Regions from separate parts of the Rattus norvegicus genome. Here region 2 is linked to region 1. The links are chromatin contacts, called in public Hi-C maps. All regions are on one chromosome and are shown on one strand. Each heading gives the region's core, a stretch centred on a gene start, on an enhancer-like site or on the middle of the called end of the contact. The rest is flanking DNA. Distances are from core to core; before and after follow the strand shown. Region 1 overlaps Alpl (alkaline phosphatase, biomineralization associated). Region 2 holds the start of Alpl (alkaline phosphatase, biomineralization associated).

Region 1 (5,771 bases), core at 45-2,544:
AATTCTCCCCAAGGAACCCACAGTCCTGTGGTTTATGGGGCTGGGGCCCTTGTCCTTAGATAAATTGACACCTTAGGAGCAAGGGAGCAGGGTATCGACCATCTACAACCATCTACATCTGGAGCGGGCTATCATGCCCTTTGAACCTCAGCTTGCCCATCTGTAAGTGACAGTGACACTGTCTACCACTCAGGATGATGGTGAGTCGGCTGTGCAAAGTGTGTCCTCTAGGCAGCAGCTCCCTTCTATGTCCTGTCCAGGGCACTTAGTATGGCGCACGGCACACAATAGGTCTCTTGCTGACTTTTGTTCTTGATCTCGGAGCACTTGGTAAGTTGAACCACTCAGGTACAGGCATAAACTCCTCCTCAATAACCAGGAGCAAGATTGCTGAGAGTCATGTCTGGGGCTTTTCCCACCTCGCTCCCACAGCCACAGCCTAGACTTCCCCGCCCGGCCTGTTGTAGCAGCCTCCTTGTGGTCGCCCAGCCTCCAGCATCATAGAAATTTCCTTAAAACTGGCTGCTGAGAGGATGCTTCCGCAGTGGTATTGATCATGATGCCCCCAGGGTCTTCATGGGCAACAGCAGGCTTCTCAAAATGGCACCGGGAGTCCTGCGGCCCAACCCACTCTTCCCAGGTCACTGCCTCTGAACTCTCTTAGGCCCCAAGCCCAAGCCTTCCCCATGTCCGGTCTCACTCCATGAGCTATCTTCTCTGTCCTGCTTGCCCTCTGCCCACCACCTCGATCACCCAACTAGTTAGGTGCCTCCTTCCTAGCCCCCTACTCTTCGTGTTCCCTACTCTGGGGTGGTGTCGCTAAGAAAGAACTTGTGGACAGTGGGTTTGTTCTCTGTTCGGTCACCCAGGTGCAGCACGTGGTATCTGTGAGTCAAGTGTCAAACTCTCAGCTTCCACGGTGGCTTCTGAAGGAGCTGAGAGCAGTATAGGGGGATACCAGAGATGATGGCTAAGCTACTGACAGGACCCTCTTCCAAAGAAGCCAGAGACTCAAGTCTTCCACAACATCTAGAGCGTCTTGAGAATTAGTGGAGCTGTCCCTCAAACTTCCCAGCCCCCTCCCTCAGCTATTGCAGGGAGCAATTTGCCCCTCCCCCGCGCCCCAAATCTCCTGATCAGAAGCCAGGGTTGCTACCCCAGCCTCCACTTCCATCACCTGCTCCTCAGTGTTAGTATGCTAAGGGTGAGAACCTGATTTGTTGGTATGAGGCAGATGCTCAACTAAAAAACTACATTTCCCAGCACCCTCTGCACTTGGGGGTCACGTGTCAAATTCCTGCCAATGAACTCTGAGCGGAGGCTAAGAACGCTCAGGTGGCAAATCAGGGTGCTTACTGGCTCTACTAAGAAGATACTGCCCAAATGGAATGGCGGTGGTGGGAAGAGCCTGGGTCTATGCCTCTCAGCCAGTGTACCCATGTGTTGACATGGAAACAGAGTCACATACTGTGTTATGAAGAGGACCTGCCGGTCCATCTCTGTCCTTGCCTGAGAAACCTGAGAACAAGGAGACTTGTGAGCCACTAGATGCTGATTACAATCAGTGTGGTTGCTGGGGACAGAGGTGGGTCCACTGCCGACATCTCTGGCTTAGACTGGGAGGCATAGCCCACGTGATCAGCAGCCAGGGTGACAGTGCCCTATGATGTGTGTGAGCATCCGGATGTCTTGGAGAACATCCTGAAGAGGAAGAACTAACTGCATGTTCACTTTGGGGACTTCAGTGCCCACAGCGTGCTAGGCTGGGGTGTCAAAGGGCTGCAAGACCTTGCCCCAGTCTACAGGGCTGAGACAGGTGTGACCCCTGTGGTTCTGACTCAGCCATGCTCCCCGCTTTAGCACATCCCACAGCTTACTCAGCAGATGTGTCTGTCCTCTCTAGGATCCTGATTCCAGTACTCGCTAGGGGGTTTCAACCTTTCAAGAAGCAAGATGGAGGCTCGGCGTGATCTGTCTGTGATACAGCCCTTAGCCAGGGAGGGAGATGGAGAATCAACATTCCACTTCTTCCACACCCTGGGGGTGACTCTGAAGTCTACCTCTTGTGCCCGGCGGCCTCATCACACAACTAACTCCCTCGTTCCTTCTTCTTCTTTTTTTTTTTTCTTTTTTCTTTTTTTCGGAGCTGGGGACCAAACCCAGGGCCTTTCGCTTGCTAGGCAAGCGCTCTACCACTGAGCCAAATCCCCAACCCCTCCCTCGTTCTTTCTTTTTCTGTCTCCACTCGCTCTCAGTTCGATAATTCATTCCCGCTTCAGGCCGAGACACAAAGCCATGGTTCACACACAGTCCCTATGGTAATCATGCTCTTAGCTACATGGGTAGACTGCAGGCAGAACTGGGGGATGTTTAAAAGCATGTGGATGTAAGGAACTACTAAGTGACAGTTCAGAGAGATCGCAAAAGTTTCAAAGGGATTGTGCTAATATCTCAAGGCGCTGTGGTACCCAGTTCAAGATGAGTTGGAGAGCTCTGTCCTGGACAGAACGCATACAATTGAATTTTCAAGCCTAGCATCCGCTTAGCTGTGCTTCCCTTTTTTTGCCTTGACTGCTAGGAAGCTCAGAAGAAAAAAAAATTGCTCACTGTCCTTTCAGACCCAAAAGAAGTCCACTCCAGATATTCGGTGTTAGTTCCCGTTTAACTGGTGTGAAGCCTTTGGCTCCTGTTTTAAGTGGTGAGAATTGTGAGACACTGGCCGGGACTGAGTGGGCAGGAACTTGGAAATGTATCATAAACAAATAAACGATGTTATTGAGTGCAGGAACGTTGGCATCGAGCGAATTTGGAGTCAAGTCTCTGTCCGCAACGTGGGAGACCTTGACAATCATACACCTCTCACACTGTGGGTGATCCTCATTCATAAAGTGGGTGATGGGGAGGTCTCCCTCAAGGGGGAGCCTAGTACAGGCCATAGTTATTGGTTATAGGCAGGGGCCAGTGTTCACTCTCACAAGCAAACGGACTTGAGGCAAGCGGAACAAATCTAGGGGACTCTGTACCCCAATGTCTGTAGCAATCCCACCAGACGGCGGCGTTATGCACTAGGCTGCTAAGAGGCCTGCAAGGGAAGGCGTGTGTCCGCCGGATTCACCAAGAACCTCTAGTATAATCGTGTGTGAGCAAACATACACCACAGTGTGTGTGTGGGAGGTGGCAGGAGGTGACAACTCCATGGAGTGATCTTTTTCCTCCTACTTTTTCATGAGTTCTGGGGATCACACTGGAGTTGTTATGCTTGTTCTCGGCGGCCAGTGCCTCAATGGGCAAAGCCTTCTCACTGACTGAGCCATTGCCAGGCAACTACTGAGCCTTTATACAGTGCCTGGCATTTGCTGACTAAGGCAGGAGTGAGCAGCTACACCTCGCTGGGCTATGCGGTGTATTTTGTGAGTATAAAGGTTTAGGGACAAAGGACTCCCCCTCTTTTAATTCTCACACTGACCTATGAGTAGATTGTCTCTCATTGCTACACATGGCGGCACTGAAAAACACAGTGGATCACAGCTGGTGAGTGGTGAGGCCCCCCTTGTCTGACAGGAGCCCCGGCCTCTCGGCTGGACATGCCCTCACCCTGAGTCCAGTTCTTTCCTCAGTGATGGGCCTATTTTGGTCTCTTTCCCACTGACCACAAAGACTCAGCTCTGGCCTCAGAAATATTTGGAACATTTTATTTAAATGTCTTGTGTTCCCTTTTAACCAACACCAAAAAGAGAAATTAAAATTTTTTTCTTTTTTTTCTTTCTTTTTTTTTTTTGCTATTCCAAACAGGGGAGTCGCTTCAGTGAAGGGTTGGCGAGTCTCTGGAGCTGGGTGGGGAGTGTGTGCGTCCTGTCCGGCTGGGTTGTTCTTCCCAGCCTGGCCACCCTGGGTAGACAGCCAACCCCGGAGGTGGCTTCCTGGGAGTCTCACCCTGAGCAGACCTGGTCTTCCCTCCAGGGAGGGTTGGGTTGAGGGACTGGCTGTGACTATGGGACCCAGTGTTCCAGAGAGAAGGGGTAGGGGAGAGAAGGTCAGATCTGGAATGTTCCATGATGGTTGCAGGGTCTGGAGAGTATATTTGGTAGAAAAATAAGGTGCTTTGGGAATCTGCGCAGTCTGTGTCCTGCCGGCCCAAGAGAGAAACCCACCCTGCTGGCCAAAAGGCAGTGAATAGAGAAACAACGGCAGAGCCAGGAATCCGACCCACGGAGGGTTCCGGGCGGAAGTGAGGCAGGTAGCAAACTTCTGTTCCTGCTCGAGGTTGCCTGGGCCTCCCCGTTGAGTGTGGGCGGCCAGGTGGCAGGCCACAAAGGGAGGGGAGCCGGCTGTCCATTGTGGGCTCTTGTGGGACCTGGGCCCTCAGAACAGGGTGCGTAGGGGGAACAGAGCCAGTGGAAGCAGCAGGGCCCCTGGGGAGGGGCTGCTCGCAGAGCTGGCCCAGGCACAGTGGTCAAGGTTGGCTCCAATGCAGGAGGCATACGCCATGACGTGGGGGATGTAGTTCTGCTCATGGACGCCGTGAAGCAGGTGAGCCATAGGGCCCTTGGCAAAGACCGCCACATCTTCCCCACCGTGGGTCTCGTGCCGCAGGGGGACAGCGGACTGGGCCTGGTAGTTGTTGTGAGCTGTAGGTCAGAAATATCTTTTAAGTGCCTGCCTGAACCTCAGAGCCGTGAGAGAAATACCCCCTTTTCCTCACCCCCAGACTGGCCTGAAGGACCTTTTACAGGAGAGGAAGCCACAGCTCAGCAAGCAGGGAAAGCATTTCACCAGACACAACGGGCTCCAAACCAAGTCTGCCTCACGCAGGAGACCACACTCTCAGCCCTTTACAGCGGATTCACCTAATAAAGCACATGTGGTACCGACACAGGCCAGGCACCAAGCTAGGCTTATAACACCTATGGCATCTTCCAGGGTAAAGTCCCCAGCAGGCAAAAGCCTTTCAATGAAGAAATCAGGTGTCCCAGGTCAAAGTTACTAAAGATCAGAAGAGAGTCCAAACTAAGGTTCTGACTCAAATCTGGACTACACCAAGACCACATCAGGCCAGCCTTGAGGGATAAGAGACCCTTTGCCCTCCCAGCCTCTGTGGTCTCACCATAATCCACCATGGAGACGTTCTCCCGTTCACCGTCCACCACCTTGTAACCAGGCCCGTTGCCATACAGGATGGCTGTGAAGGGCTTCTTGTCCGTGTCACTCACCATGGGAGCCAGACCTGCACAGGGAAGGGGCCCAAGGTCACAGTGGGGAACTGGCAGCCTGGTCAGCAACCCCCTAATCAAGCTCCTCCAGGTTGGTGGCTCGATATTTCTTGGTATCCTCCTTAGGAGGCAAAGCTACCTTCACGAAGTCACCATACAAATGCCAGGTAGGCGTTTTCATGCCACCAATTATCTCTTTTCTCCCATGCCACCAATTATCTCTCCCTCCCTCTTTCCCTTCCTCCCTCCCTCCCTCCCTCCTCTGTCTGTCCATCTTTCTCCTCTCTGTCTCTCTGTTCTCTCTGTCTCTCTCCCCCTCCCTCTCCATCTCTCTGTCTCTGTCTCTATCTCCCCCTCCCCCTCCATCTCTCTCTCTGTCTCTGTCTGTCTCTGTCTCTGTCTCTGTCTCTCTCTCTGCTGTCCTACTCTACACACCCACCCACGGCCCTGGTGTTTGGCTCTCCTTTATTCTCCCAGTATTTCTGCCACCTTCCTCGGTTTTTGTAGGATCCCAGCAGGTGCTACTTTGTGCCTTTCCCACCCCAGGCCTACTCACCAAAA
Region 2 (5,814 bases), core at 1,589-4,088, 57 kb after region 1:
CTTAAGGTATTGACTCTTACAGCCCAGGTAGTTGAAGCCTAAGGTTGGTAGACTGCTTATGATCTTGCCGGCCCTCAGCAACTGGTACCCATGCTTATTACGACACATCACAGGTGAGGAAACAGAGGGTCCGAGGGCAGAGAAGCTTGTCGAGGGTCACACAGCAGTACAGATAATGAGTTTTCAATCTACCGTCTCCCACTGTCTTCCGAAGGTTAGCACAGCTCCAGAAATAAGAAGGCGGAGGGGGGCGGGGGGAGCCAAAATAACACACATACCACACAGCCCAGCCCTGGTGTGCCAGTGACGATGGGCTGTTGTGCTCCGGAGCTCAGTCAGCATTCCTGTGGCCAAGTGGAGAATTCTGAGCACAAGTTCTCAGCCCAGCTTGCCTGCTCCCCATAAGGCTTCTTCTCAAGCTTCAGGGTTTTTGTCTTAATATGCCCAGTCAGATAAACTTCAGGCTGAGAACGTTAAACTCTACCCCTGGATTCTGCATCCTGGATTCACCCCCATGTCCCCTTTCCCCCAGAAGCCTGAAGCCCACAGACGCTCTGGCAGGGAGATCACTGGACCTATCACAGGACCAAAAATTGTAGGTCCTTAAGCCCAGCCCCAGAGCCCCAAGTGGCTTGTATATGTCCCAGGGCAAGTCACTGTCCCTTCAAGCTGTCCCTTCAAGAGGTTTCTTCGCATGCGGGAAAGGATAGCATCTCCTGTCTTTGCAGGATAGAACAGGAAAGGGTTTGGTGTTGGGTTGCTCCATGGACAATGAGGTAGAGGTGGATGGTAGGAGATTCCTGGGTTATTCCTAGCCTGGAGCTCCAGGCTCCCTTCCCGGGCTGAGCTGTGTCAGTCCGGGAGGGAGGGGCTACATCTGAGTAACAGTAGGAAGGCCGAGTGCTTCCTGCCCATCAGGGAGTGGGCAGAGCCTGGACAAAGGTGGTTGACGGGATCGCAGGGTTCAGAGGCAATGACATAACCCTGTACACTCTGATGCAATTTCTGCTGACACTGGAGTGGGGGACAGTCATTGCTTTCTATAGCACATGAACCTGCAAAACACGTTGCAAGCTGTACAGTGCCCTCCCTACCCAGAGGGTCTACAGAACGATGAGTTCCAGTTCCTGTATACCCTCAAGGAGAATCCGAGACACAGGGAGACCAGAGCTGTGCCCTGGTCACACAGCTATGCCCCATCTCGTTAGGACCATGTACTGGCTGCTCCCTGTGACACGGTGTGATACCTTTATCCCTTTCTTTGGGAACTACTTCATCTTGACTCTACTGTGCGACACTCAAATTTTCAAAGCCTGAAAAGAATTTGTTATGCAAAGGTTCACCTCAACAGGATGGGGGGCCCGGTGTTGACAGTGCCACTCTTGGCACCTCTTAGCACACAGCTGATGCCTGGTAAGGATGTGTGGATAAAAGACACCCACCATTCTGGCCTGTCCGGTCTTTTGGTTCACTGTAGCCCTAACATATAGATGGGACTGTCACAGACAGGACATGGCAACCAGCCTAGACCTGTCTCACTCCACCAGTAGGTTTCTGAGAAGCTGTGTTCTCCCCCAACGGAATCAGAGATAGTTCAGGACAGGGAAAAGGACAGAGAGGAGATGGGCAAGGAGTTAAGGTTGGAGAGGAAAGAGCTGGCTGGGAAGACCAGGGAGGCTTGGAGGATGAAGGGAAACCTGAGAGGGGCTTTCCTTCATCTCTTGGGCTGCGGAGAATGGGCAACAGGGTTCAATTCCTGACATCACTTACCTTGTCTAAAACTCACTGTCCCTATTTGTAGATGAGATTTCTGTCAGGTGTCAAAGCAGTGTTTAGCACATAGTAGGCATTCAATAAACAGTGTCCTCCTCACTAATTCTCAACAAGACTGAGAATCTGAGTCTGCCTGAGGGGGTCTTTAAGTTCTTCTTAGAGCCAAAGTTCCTTCCAGGCCTGAGAAGCAAGCATCCCTCTCTTGTATGCATGTGTGCACGTACCCACATATGTATGTATGTGTATATATATATGTATGCATGACTTTGAGACCCAATCTCCCTAGATAGCTAGAGTGGCCTCGAACTCACTGAGATCCCCAGCCTCCAGACTGCCAGCATCACCGCGCCAGCCCTCTCTTTTAATCAGGATTCACAGGCATACCCAGAGTCCTTTGCAAGGCCTCCTTCCCCAGGCCCATTAGTGTTGAAAAGGATTACCATGGACAATGTGGGGTAAGAATGAGGTTTTCTTCTGCCTTGGGTCCTGCCGCTGTGCCTGTGCCTTTAACCCTTTCTTACCCACGCAGGGCAAGGCAGCAGCCCCACTCTCACGTGCACGCAGCCCGGAGCCGTTCGCAGGCTCCTTCCGTTTCCTGGGCTCCCCCGCTCCCAGACAGACACTAGCTTGCGGTCTCCGATCTCTCCCGCCAAAGATCTCAGCACGTGCCTTCTCCCAGCTGCTCCCCAACTACTTTAGACACCAACGGGACAGAGTGGCTTGGGACCACGAAGGGCGCAGCTGTGGATTACGGCGCCGCGTGGGCACCGGGAGCAGGTGCTTAGCACCAGGGTAGGGTCCTGAGTAGCGGCTCCGCGGGCGACACGACCGTCATCCTGCCAGGCCCCAAGAGATGCACGCGGGGTCCGGAGCGGGAGGTCGTGAGTCCCCAGGGAGCCTGACCTTCCACGTTCCCCACAGTGGCTGGGACAGTCACTACGGGACCGGCGGAGCGCGCGCGTGAGAGTCGCACCAGCCGCGGGCGCAGCATGCTTTCCTTACCTGCAGGCAGGAGTGGGGAGGGTCTGTCCCGGCGCGCCGAGCGGTGGCCCTAAGGAGCGCCGTGGCGGGAGCCTACTCTGGCGGCCACCTCCCCCGCCTGCTTATGAAGGCGGCCCGGCTGAGCACCCGCCGGCCTCCCCGCCCCCGGCCGCCCCGCCCCCGGCCCGCACCCGGAGCCCCAGGCTGGTGCCTCTGCGTTGCCAGGGCGCCCCCTGCCGGGAGCGCCGCCCTCGACCCGGCCCGTAGGGCTGCAACAGGCAGGTTAGCCCGCCTTGCTCATCCTGGCCTCAGGGCTGGCGTGTCGTTAGGTTTGATTTCTCTGTAGGAATGTTTGTCCCTTGATGGTTGTTTTCCTGTGCCTGACTGCGCGTCTATGAATCCACTTGGCTTCTCTTAAGTCTCTATCTTTCTGCCTAGACATCCTTGTCTGTAACCATGTGCGCCTCTGAGCCTCTCACCCTTACCCCTTTCCTAGCCACTTTCTTTTTCGCCCTTAGCGAAGTCAGTAGGAAGCAGAGGGAGATCCCTCCGGCAGGGCCTTCCCTCCCTAATGCCTTCAGAAATAGGGACTCAGGACATTCTGTCTGTCCCAGTCAGAGGCCCCAGGACCTGCCCGGGTCACACCACTTCCCAGGCAGTGGAGACAGACTGTCCAGGCCCACAAGCCTGCTCTGGTGACCTCGGAGGGCTGCCCAAGGCTCTATAACCGGCAGACACTATCCCCTGGTTTCCCTTGCTTCCCGTTATTGAGGGAGTTATAAGAGACCGCCGTGTTGGGAAAATGCACAGGAAACAAATTCTAGATCAATGGGAGAGGAAAGGCAACCGCTGGGTGCTTACAGGCCTCACTCCATTCCCCAGGGGCCATCACCTCCCTTCCCGTGAGAGCCAGTCTGGGTTCTGGAAGTCTCTGATCCATTTCCTGCTGTGAACTCCTGGAGGTCGGTTTGAATGTCACCACCGTTTGAATCCCTTCTCATATCCTTCTCCTAAGAGGAAGGTCTTACGGCTACTGAAGCTGACTGAAACTATTTGTGTCTCTAATCCCCAACAGCCAGAGATTTGAAAGTAAGGATCATGCATCCCTGAACTCCATCTTCCTCAGCGCCTATGCCCCAGGATTGACCAATTCTAGCCTCAAGTTCCGTCGTAAGTCCGGGCTTCTTCTATATGAGATCTACCATTGAGCCCAATGTACAGAAGGAAAACCAAGGCCCAGAGACAACGTATGACTCATTGGTAAGTTCAGGGCCAGAGCCGGAGTCTGATGCCAAAAACCGAGAATGCCTGGGTTTGTTTCCCTTTGGTCTTGCATTTTAATAACTGATTCTGTTTATTTACTGTAGTGCTGTAAAATTTCCCTTAAGAAATAAGTTTATGTTTTTACAAAGTGAGACCCAAGTATTGGATCAACTACTCCTTTGTTTGTGTATTTCGTAGTGAGGTCACGGTGGCAAAAGTCATGGGGGCAATGAACAAATGAAGCTCTGGACGTTTCTCGTCCTTGTCTATAAGAAGCCGAGAGTTAAGACAGCCGTGAGCTCAGAACACAGCGCTTGGCAATTGCTTGCTAGCGCCAAACGGCTCGGGATTACAAAAGGCTTGAGATAATATCAGCCTCTGTGTGCCAAGGGACATCCGCATCACAGGAGGTCTTCCTTCCCAACATGGGCAGAGCTGAGAAGCTGAAGCTAGCGGCAGGAATTGGACGGTTTCTGTCTGTTACCATGAACTTCCCCCACCTCCCAGGCCCCCAATACCATCCATTGGGAATGAGCAATTCTGGTTTGCCCCGTGAGAGACCATTCTGTCTTCATGGAGAATCACAAGCGCTCTCCAAGGGATTGGTGTGGCTGCTTATCTCCCCCTCCCCACTCCCCATCCCCCCCACCTTCTTCACTGCACACTTTCCCTGTTGTTGGTCTCTGACCCTCCAGAATTCAGTTGAAGAATGTAATCAGTGGGGTATAGTACTTGCCTATGTGCACGAGACCCTGGGTCTCAGATTCAGCACAGAAGTAAGCAATCAGCTGAGATGGTGTCTCCCAGCATGCCTTGCTTCCCTGATCTCTGGGTACCAATTTTTTTTTTTTTGTTGTTGTTGTTCTTTTTTTTCCGGAGCTGGGGACCGAACCCAGGGCCTTGCGCTTCCTAGGCAAGCGCTCTACCACTGAGCTAAATCCCCAACCCCTGGGTACCACTTTTGATGCTGCCTAAAAGCCAGGAGGAGGCCAGGCCTTCACATCAGGAGCCCGAATCCACACCACCCCCTGCCCTAGCCTTGTCCTAGCCGGCTGGTAAGCTGACAGAGTATCTCTGGTTAAGACCCAGATTCCCAGGGTTGGGGATTTAGCTCAGTGGTAGAACGCTTGCCTAGCAAGCACAAGGCCCTGGGTTTGGTCCCCAGCTCTGAATAAAAAGAAAAAAAAAAAGACCCAGATTCCCTGCAGCTGTTTGGTCCGGATGCCTGGCCTGCTCAGTGAATGGAAGCAGCTCCTTATATAGATGTCACACCATCTTTTCATACATGGTCTCCAGGGTACAATTCCAAGATGAAAGAAATGGGCAAACAGAACCAGTCAACCTCCAAGCCCCCATGCCTGAGAGCTCTGTATCCTTCCTCTTTGTCCACATTGACTCTATGCCATGAGCTCCCTGCTTGAAATAAGACCCAAGTTTCCTAGTCACGGCTCAGTTGACCCGCACCCCTATAATCTTAATATTCAGAGGGCCGAGGCAGGAGGATTGCAAATCCAAGACCAAACAACTGCAGAGAGGGACCATGTCTTAAAAAACCGGATGGTGTGGGGATAGAGGGCTCAAGTAAGAGCCAGGAGTCCAAAGCTTAGAGTAGGGACCTTAGTGGACAGAGAGGGACAAAGGAGAAGGGACGACTGACAGAGGCAGTGTGGCCCCTGGGGGTAGGAAAGACTGAATTCTCGTAGATGTTTACAGGTGTGATGGTTATATTTCAAGCTTAGGCCTAACCAAAGCTTCAGTTCTTGACTCTCTGGGTCCCCTCTGGCCCCGCCTTCAACT

Evidence for each region. A called contact is a pair of places that touch in the nucleus more often than the background predicts.
Region 2: a contact with region 1 is called in a Hi-C map of hepatocytes, with 2.1 times the contacts expected there. The contact joins the promoter of Alpl here to the enhancer-like site in region 1. A contact is called at or near these places in 10 of 12 Hi-C or Micro-C datasets (Schwann cells, frontal cortex, hepatocytes and 5 more) and 1 of 1 datasets of contacts at active chromatin or transcription factors (oligodendrocytes).

The regions. Positions count from the first base shown.
Region 1 is chr5:155,231,092-155,236,862 of GRCr8, forward strand. It overlaps Alpl (alkaline phosphatase, biomineralization associated), which reads right to left. Exons shown (of 12, transcript NM_013059.2): 10 at 5,767-5,771; 11 at 5,105-5,224; 12 at 3,679-4,628. The coding sequence ends at 4,363. Among named protein-coding and RNA genes, the nearest start is that of Alpl, 56 kb to the right of the region's middle. Within about 2 kb of position 1,295, at least 40 of the 93 cell types and tissues checked have an H3K27ac peak or open chromatin away from gene starts, as enhancers often do. A contact at or near this core is called in hepatocytes and prefrontal cortex, where this site is marked.
Region 2 is chr5:155,286,947-155,292,760 of GRCr8, forward strand. Alpl (alkaline phosphatase, biomineralization associated) reads right to left here and starts at 2,839. Exons shown (of 12, transcript NM_013059.2): 1 at 2,776-2,839.